Linked DNA regions of Zea mays: regions 1 and 3 are each linked to region 2. A link is a contact called in public Hi-C data. All regions are on one chromosome and are shown on one strand. Each heading gives the region's core, a stretch centred on a gene start, on an enhancer-like site or on the middle of the called end of the contact. The rest is flanking DNA. Distances are from core to core; before and after follow the strand shown. Region 1 holds the start of LOC103650432 (probable Ufm1-specific protease). Region 2 holds the start of LOC100194228 (Mitogen-activated protein kinase kinase 3). Region 3 holds the start of LOC100193153.

The links. Hi-C and Micro-C count contacts between places; a contact is called where the count stands out from the background.
Region 1: a Hi-C map of endosperm shows a contact between it and region 2, with 4 times the contacts expected there. The contact joins the promoter of LOC103650432 here to the promoter of LOC100194228 in region 2. A contact is called at or near these places in 2 of 25 Hi-C or Micro-C datasets (endosperm and tassel).
Region 3: a contact with region 2 is called in a Hi-C map of ear, with 2.0 times the contacts expected there. The contact joins the promoter of LOC100193153 here to the promoter of LOC100194228 in region 2. A contact is called at or near these places in 2 of 25 Hi-C or Micro-C datasets (ear and tassel).

What each region holds. Positions count from the first base shown.
Region 1 is chr3:99,013,594-99,016,293 of Zm-B73-REFERENCE-NAM-5.0, reverse strand. It overlaps LOC103650432 (probable Ufm1-specific protease), which reads right to left and starts at 1,347. Exons shown (of 13, transcript XM_023301977.2): 1 at 962-1,347; 2 at 528-875. The coding sequence starts at 1,163.
Region 2 is chr3:98,229,238-98,231,937 of Zm-B73-REFERENCE-NAM-5.0, reverse strand. LOC100194228 (Mitogen-activated protein kinase kinase 3) reads right to left here and starts at 1,373. Exons shown (of 9, transcript NM_001279806.2): 1 at 659-1,373. The coding sequence starts at 889.
Region 3 is chr3:97,409,057-97,411,756 of Zm-B73-REFERENCE-NAM-5.0, reverse strand. It overlaps LOC100193153, which reads left to right and starts at 1,258. Exons shown (of 16, transcript NM_001358658.1): 1 at 1,258-1,483; 2 at 2,653-2,700. The coding sequence starts at 1,335.

The sequences.
Region 1 (2,700 bases), core at 98-2,597, 780 kb before region 2:
CATTAGCTCACTGATTTGATCCAAAATTTTAATTTCAGTTGGAACAAGAAGCAAGAGGCCATCCACCACTTCATGTATGTTGTTACAATCATATTGTTTGGTTTTAGGTTCGAGATTATACTGAATATATATGGCAATGCACAGGCTCTCTAATACCTTCTTTCATGATTGAATATTTGGCAGCTTAAGAAATCACATAGTTCAAACAAAAAAACACCAGCTATGCAAGATGTAGTAAATTGCAAATTTGCAACCTTATCCAACCAATTATTAGCTTCAAGATAATAGGGTGGGTACTGAAATGAGAGAACAATGGGGTTTTTTCTAAGCACAAACTAAGGTAGAAACAGTATCTTAACACTATAGAATAATCCAAAAAAATTGAACCGGTTGCAGCGAAAAGAATTCGCAGAACTCCAATTTCTTCAAATAGATGTCAAGGCACATCATATCATGAATGATCAACTTTTGCCCGTTCATTTGTACAGTAAAGGACTAAACAGACAGGTAAACTTCCTAGCATTTACCAGAATTCACGTCAGGCCTAAGATAGAGTGGAAGCTTCAGCAGCAGTTCGCAGCGCAGGAGGCATCCCTTCTCCCACAACAACCTCCCGGGCTCATCCTCCCATGTAACCACAGATCCTTCCACCGAGTTCGTCCATCCACTCTCAGATACAACAAATCGAATCTCCCCAGTGGCTGCATCCATGTGGCCTCCTACCAAGCCATGGCTCGCTGCCACACCAAACAGCAGCTCCCTCAGCGCCCGAGCCTGCTCCAGTGCGCGAGTGACGTCCGCATCAGAACCCTCTCCCCCCACGAGCAGCACCCCTATGATGTCGAAACCGCGTGGCAGCAACCCCCGGATTTCGTCTGCGGAAGGCATAGAAGTATAGGGACATCGTCAGGACTCAGGCGGAATCATGAGTTGTTGGGAAAAGTGGGTTGGTGAGACTTGCCTGCTTCCCTGGGAAGATCAATGGCGTCATGGTCGCCGTGAATGGGACGTAAGACAGCAGCGACGGTGAAGGGAGGGAGAACGCGAGGCGCACCGACGAGCCAGCGGAACCAGGAGTGCGAGGGCGGGGAGAATAGCGATATCTTAGGGCAAAGGAAGCTGAGGGCTGGGCGGCCGCGCGAACCGGCGACGAAGGCGTCCATCGGCGGCGGCCTTGTTAGCGGCAACGCAGACGGCTCTGCTTTTAGGGTATGTTCGGATATATTTTTTAAAGGGAAAGATCCATGCCATTAAAGACCCCATCTTTGGATATTTACTATCAAAAGGAATAACTCTAAATATTTATCATTCAAAAATGCAACGATACCGATACATAGCATTCTGTTTGCTTCCGTCGGACAAGGGCATTCTTTTGTCAAGCAGTCAATTCCTCTACCCGTTCTGTCCTTTTCAGTTTCTCCAGGATCGAGGCTTCTCCTGGCAGCCTCCCCGCCGCCTGCACATCTCTCTGGCAGTGGCGGCTGCCTCCACCCCGCCCAGAGCCCTCATCCACACACGTTCTCTATCGGCGACCCCTATGTATCTCCATCTTTTCCCTTCTTCCTTTGTTAGTTTCATGGTTCTAGTTCATCTCTCTTTTAGTGATCAAGAATCAATCCAGAATTAAGTTGTATAGATCTTGCTGATGTTCCACAAGGGTAATAGTTTTTTTCTCTCTTTTGAACGTCTGCAATTTCTTGCAATTTATATTGTTGGGATTAAGCAAGTGTATTGTTGCTGCAGAATTGATCCAAGAGTGCGTGCATGTCACATCCGGATTTTCGGACGCGAAATCAAATGTGTGGTGTTGTTGAGCACCAAAATGAGGTGCGGACGGTCCGGCCCTGAGGCCGGACGGTCCGCGCACGCGCAGAGTAGATTAGCGTTCCGAGTTTTGTGCTATGTTTGTTAGCTATATCCGCGGAATTAGCTCGGAATCCGGTCGTGTAAAGGGTCCAGCCCCCCTCCTCTATAAAAAGAGAGGCTTACGGCCGATTTGTAATCAACAATCGAATCAATACAACTTCTATTCGCATTTATTTCCAGTACAATTAGGAGTAGTTCTAGTCTAGTTCTAGTTTAGCCTCTTGATCCCCAAATTCTTCGCCTCTCTTCGACTCTACGCCGATTAGAGGAGTCTAGGTCGGCCGGCCCGAGCCTAGACAACCCCTAGGATCTCTCCTCCCCGACGGGGTCCCTCCCGGGAGCGAGATCCAGGCGCCGCCGGCGATCTTCCGCCGCCCCTGCACACGCGCGGACCGTCCGGCCCCAGGGCGCGGACCGTCCGGCCGTTAGGCAGGAAAACCTAGCCCCTGCGCCAGGTCGCGGACCGTCCGGCCCCAGGCCACGGACCGTCCACGCCTGACCAGAGAGCACCGCCGCCGGTTCTTCTTGGGTATTTGGCGCTCCAAAAAAGCGTCAACATACTTTTTGGCGACTCCGCTGGGAAAACACATCTAGGCTCATCAAATCGGCCCTCAAATGGCCGGTTCAAGGGAGAGCTCTGATATTTCCCCAAGCAACATCATAGAGCCGACTTGGGAAACCTTGCCGGCTGACGAGCAGCTCCAGTTTGAGGAGCACAAGGAGCGGATGATCCAGGAGGCGAAAGCAAAATTCTTGGCCAACTTCAAAGTGGACAGGAACAACAAGGTCGTCCGACATCGGGCGACGGATCCGGCTTTGCTTCAACCCACGCCA
Region 2 (2,700 bases), core at 124-2,623:
AGCCATAAAAGTTTGAGGTGATTGGCCCTAGACTCAAATACGCTCCTGACTGGAACCAACTGATTTGGATCATGTCGAGTTTGCATAAAAAATCTGGGTTTAGACATTAGAAAAGAGTTGACTGAAAAAGGGAAGCTGCATATCCAAACGAGTTGACTTCCAGTACTGAGAAATAAATAAATTATAAACAAAACATTCAGGAAACAGAAGCAAATGAGCCAAAGTGTGATATGTAGCAGTCAATAAAAACTTATAGAAGGTAATTGGAGTATTGAACCACAAAATCGATGTGATTATGTCCACTATATCCAATCTCATTGGCTACAGCAGACCCTGCTCTGTTCATCACAATAGATTAGGGTGTATTAAGACCACCCTCTGGGGATTACATAAGAGGGTACACAACAGAAAAATCACAAGGAACGTAAACAAAGCATAAACCTATCTGTGTTCATTTGGTTGCTAATCCTCAAATTAAACAAAAAAAAACAATTGAGCATGTACATGTACCACGCAGAGAGGCAGAGTTAAAGCCATCAATCGACTTTCCAAGTCTCCCACCTTATTAGACGAGTTGGCTAACATGTCATAATGTACCAGATAACTACAATTGCAAATACCAATGAAGAATAGGCCAAGAATACCAGGGCGTGCTTACTGCGTAGGAATCGCAAGTATCTTCTGGTAAGGGCACCCTGGTACTGGCGCCAACTCTGTCCAGGTCATCGAACAGCAAGGGTTGTAGCTTCTTCTTCAACTCCTCCAGCCCTGCCATCCAGGTGCGCTGAGGCCAGGGCCCCTGCTTCTGGATTGCAGTACCCTGAGGTGCCGTTTGGATAACGGGATATGAGAGGTGGGATAGGTAAATGAGGAGGGATGGAAAGCTCATACGCTGCTTGGTTCATGGGAAAGGAAAATGGGGAGGGAAGGCAGCGGTCTCTGGTCGTTTCGACTCAGAGCGAGGTCCGAACTCTAGCATCGTCACTAGGGTTTCGGTTTGGTTTCTTCCTCAAATCCTTCACAGATCTAGTGTTTTTATGCTGGTTTCTTCTCTTTCCCAAGCCCAGAAGAGCAGGAGAGGTGCGTCCGGAGCGCGCAGGCTTGGGCGTGCGGAAAGCAGGGCCCGGAGCCGCGCTGGCGGTCGGCCAGCGACCGGACTGGAGAAGGAAGACGCGGCGCTGGGTGGTGAGCAGAGGCGCGCGCCAGCAAGGGCGAGACCTGGAAGGCGGAGGTCGCCGCCGTGACTTTGCCTGGTGAGCTCGTTCTTGCGCCTGAGAGTGCGGTGGTGATCTAGGGCGGGGGTGGAGGCAGTGGGTGGCCGGTGGTAGAGGTGGACCGGGCTGAGGTGGTTGCGTGAGGCAGTGGTGGTTGCGTGAGGTAGTGGACAGTGGTAGTGCCCGATTTTTTATATATATTTTAGCTTATTTTTAAAAAAAATATTAACGTTTAGACACTGAATAAAATATTCTTTATTTTAGATCCTCAGCTTGACCCTGAAATAATATTGCTCGACGTTATAAATCTTGGCGTCGAGCAGAGGGTCACGCTGACGCTAGCGTAGGCTCGATGACGTGACGGATGACGTGTCAGACCTTAGCAGCACAGACCTTGATGCCAAGGTCTGATAAATATGCTCAGTCGGCTTTTCCCTCTCGCGCTCTCTCCCTCACTGCACCTCACTCTGCCCGCCGACCACCACCACCGCTTCGTCCCGCCTAGTACTGATGCGCCCCCTTCTTCGCCTCCGTGCCTGGTGTCACTCCCTCGAGCTCGCCTCATACTGCCCCAATAAGTTTAGTTTTAGTGGATTTAATTTAGTTAGAGGATTTAATTTAGTTAGAAGATTTAGTGGATTTAGTTTAGTTAGTGGTTTGATTAGTTAGTTTAGTATATAATCTGGTTTATTTTGATTTAGTTAGTTTAGTATATACTCTAGATTTAATTAGTGGATTTATTATTTACTTAGCAAATTATGTAGTTACTCTGTATTTTATTTAGCTTACTTTCTACTTAGGTAACATCTTTATTTGCTATTTTAGCTAGAAGTTTGCAAACATGTTTGTTAGTTTATAATTTTGTTATCAAATTAATATAGTTAGGTTACTTACATTTTTGTTGGTTAGCTTGTAATTTTGTTATTTAGTTGGTGCAATTAAGTAGATTGTCATTTAGTCGTTATTTGCAGTGACTGAATGTGCATGCAGCCATCGTGTTTTTGTCTGCTACTGAGTATGTATGTCAGTCATTGTGCTGCCAATTTCTATGTAGATTTTAGAAATCTCCCCATATAAGGGAGGTGCTATCGAAATTTTCATTAACAGTGCTATGTTGCTTATTTTCAGACAGGAGGCTGTCCAACTCCACCACCCCCGCCACTGGCACCTTGACTCCACTGCGACCTAAGGTATAACCCATTGCTCTTGTCATATTCATAGAATTTTATAACTATGTTAGATGTGGGAAGTTATTAGTTAGTATATAATTATTACTTAGTAAGTAGTTATTACTTAACCATTGCTTAGTACTAGCCCTCTATAGCGTAGTGCAGTGCCAACTATGACCCAGCCCCCGAGGGTGCCCAAGCAGGGTCTCCTTCCTGTACTTCCATGGACGTTCACGCGGGATCTCCTCCACACTCTGGTTGTATGGTGGTAGCCCAAACTTTGGATCAGGGAGTCGCTTTAGAGGGCAGCGTCCCTG
Region 3 (2,700 bases), core at 9-2,508, 820 kb after region 2:
CGTGTGGCACGACGCTCATCTCCGCGACGTGCTGCTCCGATGCGGCATCATGGGTGCTGCGGACGGCGCCACCAACGTGTGCTTGGTAGGCGGCGATGGCGACAACTGCAAGTACGGCACCAGCCTGCAGCGCATCTCAGATCTCGGATTTTTTTGCCATCAATCAGCAAGCGCGGCAGGAGGGAGCAGAGCCGGAGATGGGGCGGTGCTGGTGCTGCTGCCGGTACCTAAAGCTGCTATGCTTGGTTCTCCTCCCACCGCTCAACTTATGCCTGCACCACAGCTGCTGCTCCAATCTGTCCCCATTCTCACCGCCGAAGATTCGCTCCATTTTCTATGGCACCTAGAGTTGGCCTTCAGGGGAAGACCGCTCCACAGGCCAAGAAGTCGTGGGGTTCCGAGATTGCCAGTAGCGGTGGCCGGAGCTCCTCCGATGTTTCCACGCCATATGCTACGACGTCTTGTGCTTCCACGCCGGATGCCACAATAGACAAGGTGAGGTCGAGATGTTTCTCTTTTCCTTACTGGAGACTTATAATCAATTGAGTTGTGCTCAAGCATCGTTCCTTGATTTTTCTCTAAATCAATTGGTGCCTGCAGCATATTAAGACTGTCATGTCTCTCAATCTCTGCCCATACTTGAAGCCAATCTGGCTGATCACAAAAGACAGTCATCACCCTTTACCGCACGTAGCAGCCCAGTATTCGAGATTAAATCCTGAATTTGATTGTTAAAAGATATCATCATATCAACGAAGCTAGGCCACAAGACTAGCCTGATACACTGTGATGCCTGCACCACTTAAGGTACTACTTTCCTGAAGAAAGTCAATTTGCTGACAATGCAATGACCATTCCCTTGCCTATTCACATGGAGAAACTTGATGTTCATATAGAAATAAATATTTCTAGACACTTCAAGTAATAAAAATACAAAACAACTTAAGACTACGTATGAATGGCTCAAAATAATCATTAGTCACAAAGCTGAAAATACACCGTGACCTAACTTTTTTAATTGTGGTCTCACAGTTTGATGTATATAGTGCAAAATTTCTTTCAATCTTTGCTTACTTCAACTTCTTTCTATAAAGTGGACATAATCTAACTTTCCAGGCACATGCCCTAGAAGATGAGATCTTTTCTTCATTGCATGAATTCTTGAGAACCTTTATTTGAATTCTAGTGTTAATTTCTTTTCAATTGATTTTCTCCCTGCTGATATACATGCTTATAAAGAAAAATAAAATTATTTCTTTTTCACTTATATATGTTTAACCTTTTCATGAGAGCAGCTTTATATATTCACGATTTCTTGTTGGGTTGCCAACGTTATGTTTATATTGACCAACTTTATTAGGACACTGCATTCTGGTATTTGGCACTTAACAGTTCCACTTTGCAGGAAGAAAGGTTCAGATTGTGAGACAAAGGATATATGTACCATATCACTGCTCCTCTATCAAGCATCAGTTCTCATTATGTATATAGTTTTACCATTATGACATCCATTTTCCTTATCAAATGAATATCCATTTTATCCCTAGGAAGAATGGGATAACTGTTAGTATTAATTAGGTATGTGATATTCGTGAAAGGCACTGTGACTTTACTACATGAATATGCTCAAATCACTTTAATATAAAACCCTTCATATAACACATGGTAACAGAACTGTTACTTATATTTCCTCTAACCATTCTAGACGATTTACCCTACAATCTTTCAGTTCCTTCATTAATACTTTTCTTTTCAATTCATGCCTGTGTTCTTATACAACACACAAATGACTACTTATGTTTTATAGCTCCGTCTAGTTTAGAATCGTAGAATTTCCTGCCCGTGCAAGCATTAGATTGTTTTTTGGATTGGTTAACTAACAGTTATCGATAATTATTTGTTGTAGTCACTGTTGTTTTCTTTTTTCCTTTTTTTACTTGATTCAAGGACTGCTAGTGGCCGAAGGGCACTGCCTCCTCCTTTTGCTTTTACGTGCTGCAAGACCATTGTTATGTATTTCATGTTTATTATTACTTCGAATACGGCTAGAATACAATGTTTTAACAAGGTATGGTGATGGATTACTCTCGGTTGTTGATTAATCTTGTAGCACGTCCTTTACTAAATATTGTGTTTAAATGGCGAAGGATGATGGAGATACAATGAACACGAAAGTCATTATTATTTTTAGCCTTGGCGCTATATGTTTGTTAGCAGAGGTTACATGATTCTTCTTTCGGAATAGGCGGAAAAATGAGAGCCTTCACTGTTGTTTATTTAGTAGAGGTTGAGATCGTATTTCAAATTATTAAGAACACTATTGTTTTAGATTCTTTCACATATTCATACGTTTGAAAAAAAACCGCATTCTCCATGATGTTTTGGTCATAGAGAATGTAATAAAAGTCCATTAAATAGCATTGATACTCCCATACTATAGTATTTTCCTTTGTGTTGAGGATTAATGCAACCACAGTGTTGTGGTTTGAACACTAATCGAGAAGGCCTCTTTACTGTTGTCTAGGTCAGTTATAACTTTCATATATGTGCTTCCATACACTTTAATGTTAGTAGTACAATTGCTGTTAGCAGATTAAAAACTTAGTTAAACATATGCGTACTCACATATTTATTATTTCTCTTTACATCAAGGATTCCCATGGACATGTGGTTGTCCATTACACAGATGTTGATACAAAT